Linked DNA regions of Rattus norvegicus: region 1 is linked to region 2. A link is a contact called in public Hi-C data. All regions are on one chromosome and are shown on one strand. The core of a region is the stretch at or near the end of the contact, and the rest is flanking DNA. Distances in the headings are between cores, read along the strand shown.

Region 1 (7,055 bases), core at 2,347-4,846, 52 kb before region 2:
GATGCAGTTCAGGGCAGGCCCAACACGTGATTCCAAGGAGGTCGAGAACTGGGGATGTTGTAAATTGATGCTCATGTATTATTGATTCAGCATTAAAGTACGGGAAGGCCGGGGGTTGGGGATTTAGCTAGTGATAGAGCGCTTGCCTAGGAAGCGCAAGGCCCTGGGTTCGGTCCCCAGCTCCGGAAAAAAAAAAAAGAACCAAAAAAAAAAAAAAAAAAAAAAAAAAGTACGGGTAGGCCCTGACAGTTGAGTAAGAAAAGGATAGGAAGAGGCACCCATCGTTGCCTGAAGTGGTTCAGTTTCAGCCCCAAACTTGGCCCCAAAGAGACCAAAGTCTCTGGGTTCCACCCAAGCTATTGGTCAGGGCAGAACAAGATCCTCAGGGGTTTACCTAGGTTTCACATCAATTAGCCAAGATTTTCTTTAGGCATGGGCAGTGTTTTTTTTTGAGGAATCGAGGAGAGGGAGAAGGCATGTCTTCTAAGTTAGGAATGGAGGCAGCAGGACAGCCCAGAGAGTCAGGGAAAACATGTTTCGGGATGCCATGCTGAGAATCTAAGTGGAGAGGGTACCCGGTTCTAAGCTATTGTGACCCACAAAACACCAGGGACACATGGTTAGAAGCAGAAATTGAGACAGCTTATTAAGAAGGGGAAAGACAAACAAGGGATTGGGCTAATGAGCTGAGGCAAGAAGCCCTGTGGCCCAGAGCCCTTTATGTGATATTTATATAACACCCAGTTCACTTCTTTGTATTTTCCTGGCTTTTCCCACAGATGGTCTGTTCCTCAGATGAAGCCTATTGTGAAGACGGATTTCTAGTTTGCCTCTGCAAACTTTGCCCCTGTTAATCTTTTCTTTTTTAACTTTTTTCTTAAATGTATATAAGTACACTCTCTTCAGACCCACCAGAGAGGGCATCAGATCCCATTACAGATGGTTGTGAGGCACCATGCGGTTGCTGGGAATTGAACTCAGGACCTCTGGGAGGTCAGTCAGTGCTCTTAACTGCTGAGCCATCTCTCCAGCCTGTCGTCTGTTAATCTTGATGTTACAATCCGGAGTGTCTATTCTCCTGCTACCCTTGGACATAAACTTTAACTAGATCAAGATCCTAGAGGAACAACTCCTCCCAGTAGACCGAAGGATGTAGTGTGAGGGGTTTTATCCAAGACTCCACTCCCAACCTCGAGCCAGGTTGAGTGTGTTATGTAGTTGGGTAACAGAGATACTGGTTTATTAACAAAGACAAGCAAAGACCTGTCTAGGTTTGTCCCAGGATGGCCTCTTCTCTCAAATTTCTCCACTGTGTCTCTGTAACTTCCTTCACAGCTGTGCTGTTCTGTGGTCAGGAGCAGTCATGGCTTTGCAAAAGCCAAGAGAATAGAAATGTATCTGGTGTCTCACGATGATCCAGCAGGCCGGAAAGCTCAGTGTGGAACACTCAGAATGGTGTCATTTTCCTTCAGGGAACTTTCCGTGCCCTGGTTGTAGGCTAGAATGCAGGCAGGACAAAGTTCTTGTTACAGAACTGGGGCTCCGGAGGTGGCTTGGTGCAGAGGTGGGAATTCGGGGGGATCAAGCCCAGATGGAAATTGTGTGAAACAGGTTTTCATGCTGAGCCTTGCCCTGGGTGAATCCAGCTCACAAGGCATCGTTGGCTCCAACTTGAATACACAACAGAGGCAGAGTGATTCTGTGTCTTTGTGCACATGGACAACACTAGATCTACAAATTAAACCATGGAACAAAGACTGATAACTTAGCCGTGCAGGTAAGGGAAAACCACCTTGGAACTTACCGAAGTGGATGAGGAACATATGGGCATGGGCAGATTAAAATCATTAAAGAAAGCCCGGAACCAGGCCTGTGAACGTATTAAACACAGACGGTCATTGAAAGATGCAACAACCTGGAAATAAGAGGAATGGGATGGCAATGGTGCCACCAACCCGTCCCATTGCGTGCGTACGTCAGTTTATACAGGGCTTAGCTTACACAGTCTCTGGGTTTCTGTCCGTTCACCTATTTGTACCTTGCCTTGAGAGTTGCAGGTCATCTATGTGGACCTGTGGCTCAGGCTCAGCTCTGTGAGCCTCCACCTGGGTTCATTCATGTCCGACCTCTGTATTTACGTCAGTTTTCTACCTCAGCTTCTTTGAACCCTGTGCCTCTTAAACCCTTTGTAACCATGTTGTAATGCACACTACACACACACACACACACACACACACACACACACACCCTTCACGTGAAGTATAATGTGTGGTCTGAGAGTTCAAACTCATCAAGACTAGAATAAACACATTTTGGCTTGCCAACAACCGTACTATTTAGTAAAATCAAGACCACTCAGTAAATTGTAATCAGTGAAACAAACATAGTTGGTGCGTTCATTATCCTTCAGTAAACTCTGACATTGTGGAAAGACTCAATTCCATCTGTGTTTCTGACCTAGTACATTCATGACCTAATGGCTTCCCTTGACCATTATTACCTGATGCCCTACCTACTCTGAGAAGTAAGACATGATTCAACTATATAGAAGGACCTCTCTTCTGTGGGCCTCAAGGAAAAGCCCCACAACCTACTACTTGGAACCCAAGGTCTAGACTTTCCACACCTACAGCCAAAGCTCTCTGGGCTGAGATCTCACGGTAAGGATCGCTCACCATGGTTACTAACAAATACAGTACCTCCGCCGCCGAGGCAGCTATGGCACACTCCTTGACACTCAGGCAACTAGGGCAGTTCCCCAGAGGCTCTCCAGGTGTCTCCACTCACTCTGTGTCCTGAGGAAACGTGTCAAGGAGGTGAAGGAAGTCTGATGGAAGGAACACCGTGTAAGAGCCTCCACAAAGCTGCAGGGAATGAAATGGAGGTGACTGTGGTTTACTGAGGGCAGGCCATGAGCCACATTCCCCGCCTATATAAATCTTGTCCACACCTCTCACGGTTCTCTGAGCAATATGGTTCCACAGGAGTGGAAACTGAGGCTTGGCAAGGGAAAGTCAGTTCTCACCGCCACAGGTGGTAGACGGGCCCTGTTCTATGCCCACCAATGGGGTGAGCACTCAAAGATGAACAGAAGCAATAACCACTCGGAAGAATTCAAGTTTTAGTGCCCCAGTCCTATGGACAATTGGGTCCTATTCCATCACAAGCGGATCAGAGGAAGCCGTGCAGGAGCGCCCCACCCCACCCCGGTTTCCTGCCACTCACGGGGTGGGGGTGGGGTGGGGGGCATTCCTAATTGTACTCGGGTGGGGTGGGGGCTGGTGGTGATGGCAGCTTCACTTGAGTACAGGAAACTCCACAAGACACAGCCAAAGCTGGGTGGCCACCAGATACAGACTGTCAGAGAGAACAAAGGGGACTTTCCCCACCGTTTCCCTGTGGTACACACGGGGCCGAGGCTCTTGGAAGTGGTGAGGGGACACCGGACGCTAGGCAGCTCCAGGAACTCACTCAAGGCCAGGATCAGCGTCTGAGCTGAGGGTGGGAGGAGAATTTGTTTCCCTGAGGCTGAAGAGACAGGGCTTCCCCAGCCCCTGAGGATGAGGTCATCCGGTTTCAGGCTGGACTAAAAGATCCTTAGGCATAACAAAGCTGAGCCAGGAGAGAGCGTGTATGACTCATCCATAGGCCAAGCACTGGGGGCTTCCGGCCCTCAGAAGACACAGACATAGAGGCTATTGTTCCCTCCGGAAGCCCCCGTGGCACAGCAAGCTCAATGGGGTCATTTGTATTTTCTCCCTAGTTCTCCATCAGTCAGAGTCCTCTAAGCTGCTGAGCCCAGGGAAAGACTCAACATTCAGTCACCACCCCCACCTCACCCCGGGAATACACCCCTCCCTAAAGGGCAAATCAGGGCCTGGCCTGAGAGGCAGACGCTTAGCTCTTAGGCGAGTTAAGATTCCAAGTCTCAGGCTGGGGAGAAGGCTTAGGGGGTAAAGGGTTTGCTGAGCAAGCATAAGGGCCTGAGGTCAGATCCACAGCACCCATGTAAAAACGAGGTGTGGTGGCATGCTTCAGTAATCCAGCACTGGGACTGGGTAGGAAAACAGGAGGATCCTGGAGGCTCCCTGGCTAGCCAGTCCAGTCAAAAAGGCGAGCTCCGGGACTTTGTTTCAAATTACTAGGTAGAGAACAATAAAGGAAAGCATCCAGTGTCAACCTCCGGCCATCACAGGTTCATAATGCTCACCGCTCGCGAGTGCGTGTGCACGAGCTTGCGGACGCGCGCGCGCACAACAATCTCTAATCTAAAACCCATCCAGTTGTCTTCTTTCCAATGGGAATAAAATAATTTTAAAAGACAAAGCTATTATGAGGATGGTCGATCTGTGTCAGCAAGGATCAGACAGTGACCAGCTCGGACTTTGAAGCCTGATGACTCTATGCTTAGTCTTCTTATCTCACCTCCCAATCCTCAGGCAAAAAAAAAAAAAAAAAAAAAAAAAAAAAAGAAAGAAAGAAAGAAAGAAAGAAAGAAAGAAAGAAAGAAAGAAAAGGAATAAACTTTTGGTCAATAGAGGAAGCAGCTGATCCACTTCTAGCGTTAAGTGCAGAGTCCCTCCAGGAGGACAGTGTTGGTTCTGTCTAAGCTCCACCCCCACAGCTACCTGGGAACAGCCAGGTATGCTCCGCCCCATAGTTGCCTAACAACAGCCAGCTGGGCCTGACTATATAAGGGGCTGCTTGCTCCCTCCTCTCTATCTTCTCTCTTTGTTCTTCTCTGTTCTTGCCCCCTTCCCCCATCACCCTTTCCCCTTCCCACCACGTGCCCATGGCCTGCCTCCTTTCCTCTCCTCTCCTCTTCTCTCATTAAACCTTTCCACGTAGACCCATGTTGTCTTGCTGTCTGTCCCGGCATGGGCCGAGTTTAAACCCTCACATTGGTGCCCCTCTGAGGACACAGCTTAGCATGAAAAGCACAGAGGCCAATGATCACGGCCGAGCACAGATATGGGCATTAGGCAGGGTGACCGAGGGGCTACTCCAGCTTTCAGACATATTAGAGGCTTGTCATGGAGGAGGAGGGAGAAGAAACAACACATCTTAAAGAGTTGAAAGGAGGGGTGGGGAGAATGTTCGGTGGGCAAAGTAATTTGCTGAGTGTGAGAAACACAGGAGAATTGCAGCGGGTTGCTGGCCAGGAACCTAGCTCCAGCCTTAGTTGAGAAACTGTCTCAAAGGAATACAGTAGATAGTGGTAGAGCGGCACACAGTGTGTCTTCCTCTGCCTCCCCGCTCCCCCCCAAACATGTGTACACAAAGAATGACTAAGAGAAAAAGTCCAAGTGACTAACAAGCTCACTAACTGATTACTGGAGAAACACACTGAAACAAAGGAATGCTATTTTAAACAGACAAAAAACAAAACAAAACAAAAAGCAAAAAACCAACCAAACAAACAAACACAGCAACCACACCTTCTAAGATAATCATACATGTAAAGTTATGGGGGGAAAAAGGAATCATTGGAATAGATACCCAGGCAGGCAGGTAATAGGCAAACTGGCACTTTTCATTAAAAATCAATATGGATGCTGGGCAGTATGGTACATGCCTTTAATCCCAGCACTTGAGAAACAGGCAGGAAGACCTTAATGAGTTCTAGGTCAGCCTGGTCTACAGAGTGAGTTCTAGGACAAACCAAGAACACATAGAGAAACTCTGTCATAAACAAACAAACAAAACTGTTGGGGATGCTTTTGTGCACTACGTATCCATATGCTGAATCCTATACACAGAGGTCTGGTAGCAGTTCAGACTTTTGTAAGGCACAGTATTTTGTAAAGCATTGTTTGCCATCATTTGATTGGTTAAATAAAGAGCTGAATAGCCTATAGCTGGCCAGGAGAGGATAAGGCGGGGCTTCCGTGCCTGGACAGAAGGAAAGGGTTTCAGGTGGGATCCTGAGAGTCTCCATCAGTACACTAATAAAGGAGATGTCAGATGAAGTCTAAGGTGGTGGGACACATGACGGGGAGTAAGCCAGGCTCATTGTCAAGTTAGAATAGCTTAATACCTGCCCAGCTACAGTGCCAGACGTTTATAATGAATATAGGTCCCCATGCCATTATTTCAGAGCAAGGGCAGGCATAGAAAAGCCCATATGTTTTACAACAAACAAAAAAATTAGCATGAAATTCGGATGTACGGGTGTTGTGAAAGGGAATGCTGTCCCTACTAAGCCACTCCGAGGATGCCTCCCCTGAGGCCAGAGCCACAGCTAAGTGTCCTGTATAGATGCCACCAAAAGCCTGCTTGGTGTGCACTTCTGTGCACGCCCCTTCTAGCTTTCAGGTTCTCGGCACCAGGGAAGGCACCAGCACTTCAGAGCTGACTCTGTTTGTGCTGTTCAGTGACTGACTCTAGTTTGAGGAGAGCTTTGGGCCAAGGTGGAAGGCCTGGAGAAGATAAGCTATTTCGAGCTCTCAGGCTCCAGTGTGACCTTGGGAAGCTTCCTCCTCCCTGCCTGTTCTAGTGTCATACTATGGGACAAATCGCTGCAAATTTAGCAGCTCAGGACAACACATCTTTGCTTTCCCGCAGTCCCTCGAGGCCGAGAGTGTAGACAAAGCTTATCTGGACCCTTTTGCCCTGTGCCACGTGGAACTGAAGCCTTTGCTGAGCTGTGATCTGGTGTGGAGGCTCATGTGGGAAAGAACCTATGCCCACACTCATGATTTCTTCTGCAGTGATGGGAGGGGGGTAGTAGATGGAAGCTGCCGCGGGGCCCCAGATTTTGTCTGTAGCTCCTCTCCAAGATGGCCTCTACTCTATTATGCCTTTATGAAGTGGCTCCCTATTGGAGCCAGATCCATGCAGGAGGGTCTGCTTTTGATGAATTCAAAAGGCCTTAATTACATAGGCAAAAATCCCTCACTTGTCCAGAAACATGTCATAGGTCCTCCACTCAGGGGGATATTAACGGGGGCCTGGAGAGATGGCTCAGGAGCTGGGAGTACTGGTTGCTTTTCCAGAGGATCTGGGTTCAATTACCAGCACCTACATGGTAGCTTACAGTTCCAGGGTATCTGACA
Region 2 (6,315 bases), core at 3,306-5,805:
GGGCAGGGAAAAGGAGGATGAGACGCCATAGTGGGAGCAACCGGAAATCAGGTTGTGGTGCAAGGAGAAGTCAGGGAGAGCCACAGCCTGAGACAGGAAGGCAGGTCTCTCTCCCTCTTCTCCGAGGGCTCAGGGCTTCCGCTGGAGCAGAGAGGTGGTGACAGAGCCTGCCAGGAGTGGTGGCCTGGGGCAGGTGATCTTTCCTATACTATTTTCTGTAGTTGCAGAGAACAGCGCCTATCTTAGGGGTCGAGCAAGGGGTAAGTAAGAATATCTGTGGTAAAGCAAATTTCTCACAGTGCCAAACACACAGTAAGCTCTAAGGAAATAGTGGGCTTTGTTTTGTTTTTCTGCATCTGACACCAACGTTCTTGTAACAGATTAACTGTGGCTTTCCCCTCCCTCTGATGGGACCCTCCTGGTGGACTGGGCCATGGTTCTGAAGTACATTTGTGCTTTGTTCTCTCTGAGTATGCTGTAGTGTATTGAGGGTCAGTTTTATTTGTTCCCGAACCCACTTATACCAATTATACTCGCTCATGAATTGTGTAATTTATTCCTTTACTGAAGCTACTAAGGGCTGGAGAGATAGCTCAGCGTTTAAGAGCACTGGCTGCTACATATACAGCCACCCAACTAGACAAGATGGATGAAGCAAAGAAGTGCAGACCGACAGGAGCCGGATGTAGATCACTCCTGAGAGACACAGCCAGAATACAGCAAATACAGAGGCGAATGCCAGCAACAAACCACTGAACTGAGAATAGGACCCCCGTTGAAGGAATCAGAGAAAGAACTAGAAGAGCTTGAAGGGGCTCGAGACCCCATATGTACAACAATGCCAAGCAACCAGAGCTTCCAGGGACTAAGCCACTACCTAAAGACTATACATGGACTGACACTGGACTCTGACGTCACAGGTAGCAATGAATATCCTAGTAAGAGCACCAGTGGAAGGGGAAGCCCTGGGTCCTGCTAAGACTGAACCCCCAGTGAACTAGACTGTTGGGGGGAGGGCGGCAATGGGGGGAGGGTTGGGAGGGGAACACCCATAAGGAAGGGGAGGGGGGAGGGGGATGTTTGCCCGGAAACCGGGAAAGGGAATAACACTCGAAATGTATATAAAAAATACTCAAGTTAATAAAAAAAAAAAAAAAAAAAAAGAGCACTGGCTGCTCTTCCAAAGATCTTGAGTTCAATTCCCAGCAACCACATGGTGGCTCACAACCATCTGTGATCTGATGCCCTCTTCTGGTGTGTCTGAAAACAGCTACAGTGTACTCTCAGATATAATAAAAATAAATAAATCTTTAAAAAAAAAGCTATTAAAATAGAAGTGTGAGAAGAAAATGAGTGTAGTTCGTGGAACCAGTGGGGCTGCCCTCGTTGCCCACAGCTTTCTCCCAGCAAATCCTCACCCCCTTTTAGCCACTCATGGCTGCTAGACTTGGCCAGGCCTGGATCCCTCCTCCCTTGTGAGCTGAAGCTGGTAAAACGCACTACCACTTGGGTTACAAGCTAGAGAAGTCTTCCTGGGGTACGACGGTACCTGAACAGCTCTTTGGAGGCATCCCTGTGTTCTGGGCTGGATGTGGGCCCTCTACTCTCATGGGCAGCCGGCAGCAGTAAAGGGTCACCCAGGGAGACAGCCCCACCTAGGTCAGGGTCGTCAAACAGCTTCAGGGCTGTGGGAAGAGAGGACACAGCAGACGATAAAGAAAGTGCTTGTCTATCCTCAGATGCCAGACAGCAGGCCTGCTAAGCCCCCTATTGCACCCGAGTGAGTGGGCAGGAAAGCAGAAGGCAGGCAAGGACACAGCGTCTCTATAAGGCCTGTCCGCTTTGGCCTGGCTCTGTTCCAGTCCTCGAGGGCTTCTCACTGCTGGCAGAAGTGGCTTCTCAGGACACTGCACCAGGCTCCTCGAAGTTCTGGCAGGCCAGTGCTAACGAGCGGGCACTGAGGGGCACCCACCAGCCACAGGTCTTGTCAAGGTCGTGGGTGATGAGCAGAGGCGACAGACAAAAATTACCCACAAGGCCCATCCATCTTCAGGAAGCCAACCTGTCCCACAGGAGCTGCACTTTGGGAGTGTCGATCATGTCTTTACTTGAAGCGTCTTTTCCCAGTGGACCTGGTTAAGCCTCCTGGCTTTTGGGATTCACCGCTGTACTCTCTCCCAGGATGCCTACGGTCCTATGGGAACCCGTGTTTCTGCTCATCCCCGAAAGAGACTTGGGCTGTGCTGAATTTTTGGGTGATATTATCTATCTTTATCTCCCCATGGATCTTCCCTTGGTGGACGCTCGCTAAGCATTGGATGAATCATCAATTCTTCCCCTGGGGAGAAGGACCTGGGCAGGCGTGAGCAAAGGTCAGAGATACACGGAAAAGTCCCAAAGCCGCTAAGCACCTCCTCTGAACCCTGCACCACGCCTTGCAGTAGAATCTACGTGGGTGGCACACACTCATGAGAATTAAAAATTATACAGAGTCACATGCATGCCCAAGGTAGGTCAGTATCCACTTTCCATTAAACAGTTTCAGGGAGCTCCAGTGCCCTTGAGGTTGCAGATGTAATTAAGGAACTAGGTCTCTAAGCAACTAAGAAACCTGTCATTCTCTGCTCTGTAGAACATTCCGAGTGAGTATGTAATCCCCAAATGCTGCAGCCTGTGGGGATGCCAGGCGTGAGGGACACCAGCGGGAAATCTCTACACTCTAATCTGTATTCCATCGAAACAGGACAAGGTTTAGACCCACTTGCTCAGGGACGCAGATGTTCACCAAGCGCTAAGCCGATAGCAGGGACAACACAGTACTCACGGTCCTCTGTGGTCCCCAGAGGTCTCCGAGGGGACACCTTCTTGTCTGAGCTAAAGAGCCCCTCGTCAGGGTCTACCTCCTCGTCAAAGATGGTGAGCCGAGGTGAAGGCTTGGTCCTCATGGCCACTTCTTGGTGTTTCTTAGGCTTCTTGGAGCTGGAGATAAAACACAAGGTAAGGATTCTCACGAGTGCACGAGTGGCCTATTGGTCATTCCCAGATCTCCAGCTCAGCTGGGCCTTCTGGATGCCGAGGAACATATGAGCAGGTGTGGCCTTGATGGGGTAGGTGTGGCCTTGTTGGAGGAAGTGTGTCACTGTGGGGGTGGGCTTTGAGACCCTCCTCCTAGCTGCCTGGAAGACAGCAGTTTTCTCCTGCTTGCCTTTGGAACAAGCTGTAGAACTCTCAGCTTCTCCTGCACCGCGCCTGCCTGGATGCTGCCATGTTTCCTGCTTTGATAATGCACTGAACCTCTGAACCTGTAAGCCAGCCCCAGTTAAATATTGTCCTTTATAAGAGTTGCCTTGGTCATGGTATCAATGGAACCCCTAACTAACTAAGGCAGTGGGGGTCCCTAACCCCCTGGGGCTCGGGTTCAGAAGGCTGCTCTCCACAGCTACTTAGACATGGGGTAAATGTGATTTGGGGCTCAAAGTTCAAGGGGTAGGGTCTAGGAGAGCAGGAAGAAGCCTGTGTTAGTGAAAGATTTATATATTCTATATAAGTACACTGTCGCTGTCTTCAGACACACCAGAAGAGGGCATCAGATCCCATTACAGATGGTTGTGAGCCACCATGTGGTTGCTGGGAATTGAACTCAGGACTTCTGAACAAGCTGTCAGTGCTCTTAACCTCTGAGCCATCTCTCCAGCCCCCACTTTTCTCTGTGACGAAACAGTGAACAACAACAATGACAGAACAACTTGAAGAAGGCAGGGATTGTACGGGTTCATGGTTTGAGGGTACAGTCTACCATGGGGGTGGGGCGGTCAGCGTGACAGGTGCAGCTGGCCACACGGCAGCCATTGTCAGTGCTTGGTTTGCTTTATCCCTTTTATGAAGTCCCAGACACCAGACCATACCACGGTGCTGCCAATACTTAGAGTGAGTTTTCCGACCTCAATTAATCCAATCCAAAAACCCTTCTCCGATCCTCCTAGAGGCTGGTTAATCCTCTGTCCTGTTAGACTGACAGTATTAACCACCCCACCGCCTAAGCCCTTGTTTCACCACCCATCTCTCAGTAGTGTACCTGCCGTCCTTCTTGGCTACTCAATGGTTCCCCTGGGTAACCTACTCCTTTCTGAAGTTCCTCTGCAGTCAGCTGGGCCTGGCTGTGCCACACCAGTTCACTGACTGATGAGCTCCTGCCCTGGGATGCTTGTGGTGGGAAACCGAGGGTCACCAGGGAGGCTCCTGAGGTTTGCAGTTTTACTTCTTGATCCAGGTGGCTAGGCTAGCTCTACGTTGCTGGGTCACATGATCTGGACTGCCTTAGTGACAACGTCTCCAATGCCGGATCACAAACTTAGTTTTGTTTTAACAAGCTGACCTCATGCACGGGGGCTGCCACCCACATTAGGCATTTTAAGATTCCTACAAACCGTAAAAGTTTCTTTTCTTTTCTTTTTTTTACTGGAAACCGGGATCATTTTCTCCTGAATGCCTGGCAGCTAGTTCCACTGGACTGAGGTCATCTCTGAGCTCATTTTGGCAGCACAGTGGCAAACTGCGCAGGGGCTGGCCACTGTCAAAAACTGTACCACAGGCTCTCCAGTGGCAGATAAAAATACCAGGTCCCTGGGTGCTGCAAAGCCAGGGACTCTGAGGAGACTATTTTCCCAGAAGCCTTCCTGGTTCAGAGGCATCGAGTGTCCAGTGGAGGTTGCCCAGCAGGCAGGATATTTGGGGGCTGGGAGTAGGGTGGTTACTACTTAGGATCTTGCTCCTTACTCTCAGTGTCCTATGAACAGAACTGTCCTTGCTGTCCTCTGGGGAGAGAGTGGCACATTCCAACAGTGATGGCATCTGTGTCCCTACTGCAGTATTTGCAAAAAATTTCTTCTGTCAACGGGGTCACCACGGTGAAGTGCTGACAGGGCTCTGCTCTGCTTGTGGTGCTGGGGCGGGTGAGGGAGTGAGGATCTCTAACCTGATAGTGAGCACCCTTCAGAAAGCCTCCGCTCTAGCTCCTCTCAGACGCACAGTGTGGACTCGGCTGCTCCTCGTGGGAGGGCTCCCTACATTTTTATCTATCAGGCAGAATCAACAGTCCTGGTGACTGACAGAGGCCATGGCCCTAGCAAGGATGTCCAGAGTCCAGACTCCCTGTGTCAGTATTCCTAGAGGGCCCTGGAACTGTGGGCATGGCTCTGGAATGTAACCCTCAGGTGCTCGCCCACTCGGAAACCTCCTCCTTTGAGGGCCCAACACACATGGTACCCACTCAAAAGGCCCAGAGGGCAGGGGAGCAAAGTTTCCTATGGATCAAGAACGGCAGGAAGCACCGAGTAGGGAACTCGGGAAGAAGAAGGGAAGTATGAGAGAACAGGCGGGAAGCCAGGTGAGGGAGGTTTCAACCACTTTTCCATTTCGGCTCAGTCTGACCTGGACAGCACAGATGAGGCTAGACCTCCCTTCTGGGCAAGTTTCCCTCTCACATCTTTGTCCTCCTTGGTGATATCTGCGATTTTTGTTGAACTGAAACAAAGCAGATGTTCGGCACAAGAGCGTTCCGTCAGCACTGTCTGCCCACTGAGCTGTCCTGTCCTCCAATTTCTCAGCTCTCCAAAGGGGACACAAGGGACGCGAGGGGACCTGGAAGCCCCCAGGGTCTTGTCTGATTGATCCCAACACTGCAGAAAGGTGTTCAGCAAATACTAGAAGGAAGAAGGCAGGCAGCAAGACAGACAGACTGACAGTCAGATAGATAGGCATCTGTCCTGTGTAGCTGGATAGTCATCAAAGAGAAGGAAGACAGATTAGCTGACTGGAAGGAGAGGAGAAACAGGCAGGCAGGAAAGCAGGCAGGCAGGCAGGCAGGCAGGCAGGCAGGCAGGCAGGCAGGCAGGCAGGCAGGCAGGCAGGCAGACAGTTATAAGACAGGAAATAAGGGGTCAGAGCTGCAGTGTCAGCACTCATGTTTACAAAGGCAGTTCTTCTAACAACACCCCTCTGCCAGCTTTTCAGCTGCAAGCAGCCTGTCCATTCCTCCCCCTCTTCCACCACTACCACCACCACCTCTTCCTCCTCCTGTTCTTCCCCACTCCTCCTCCCCCCTCCTCCTCCTCCCTTCCCCACCCCACCCGCTCCTCCCATGTAGAGGTGCCTGCTCTAGGTGATACAGACAGACCCCACCACTTAAGATGCACTCGCAACCTTCCCAGAGGCCGTGAGCTGAGCAGTCAGTCCCAGACACAGGTCATTCCACCTAAGAAAAACCAGGCTGGAGCACACCGTGAAGTCGGTGAGGATGCAGGGAGGAACGGACGG

Evidence for each region. Hi-C and Micro-C count contacts between places; a contact is called where the count stands out from the background.
Region 1: a contact with region 2 is called in a Hi-C map of Schwann cells, with 4 times the contacts expected there. The contact joins two enhancer-like sites. A contact is called at or near these places in 4 of 12 Hi-C or Micro-C datasets (the Rat2 cell line, Schwann cells and liver).

Annotation. Positions count from the first base shown.
Region 1 is chr6:36,981,207-36,988,261 of GRCr8, reverse strand. No RefSeq gene overlaps it. Among named protein-coding and RNA genes, the nearest start is that of Hs1bp3, 73 kb to the right of the region's middle. Within about 2 kb of position 3,596, at least 48 of the 93 cell types and tissues checked have an H3K27ac peak or open chromatin away from gene starts, as enhancers often do. A contact at or near this core is called in Schwann cells, where this site is marked.
Region 2 is chr6:36,930,516-36,936,830 of GRCr8, reverse strand. Hs1bp3 (HCLS1 binding protein 3) reads right to left here. Exons shown (of 7, transcript NM_001398778.1): 5 at 2,825-2,979; 6 at 1,550-1,685. It overlaps LOC134479336 (a long non-coding RNA gene), which reads left to right. Exons shown (of 2, transcript XR_010052521.1): 2 at 571-781. Among named protein-coding and RNA genes, the nearest start is that of Hs1bp3, 22 kb to the right of the region's middle. Within about 2 kb of position 4,555, at least 47 of the 93 cell types and tissues checked have an H3K27ac peak or open chromatin away from gene starts, as enhancers often do. A contact at or near this core is called in Schwann cells, where this site is marked.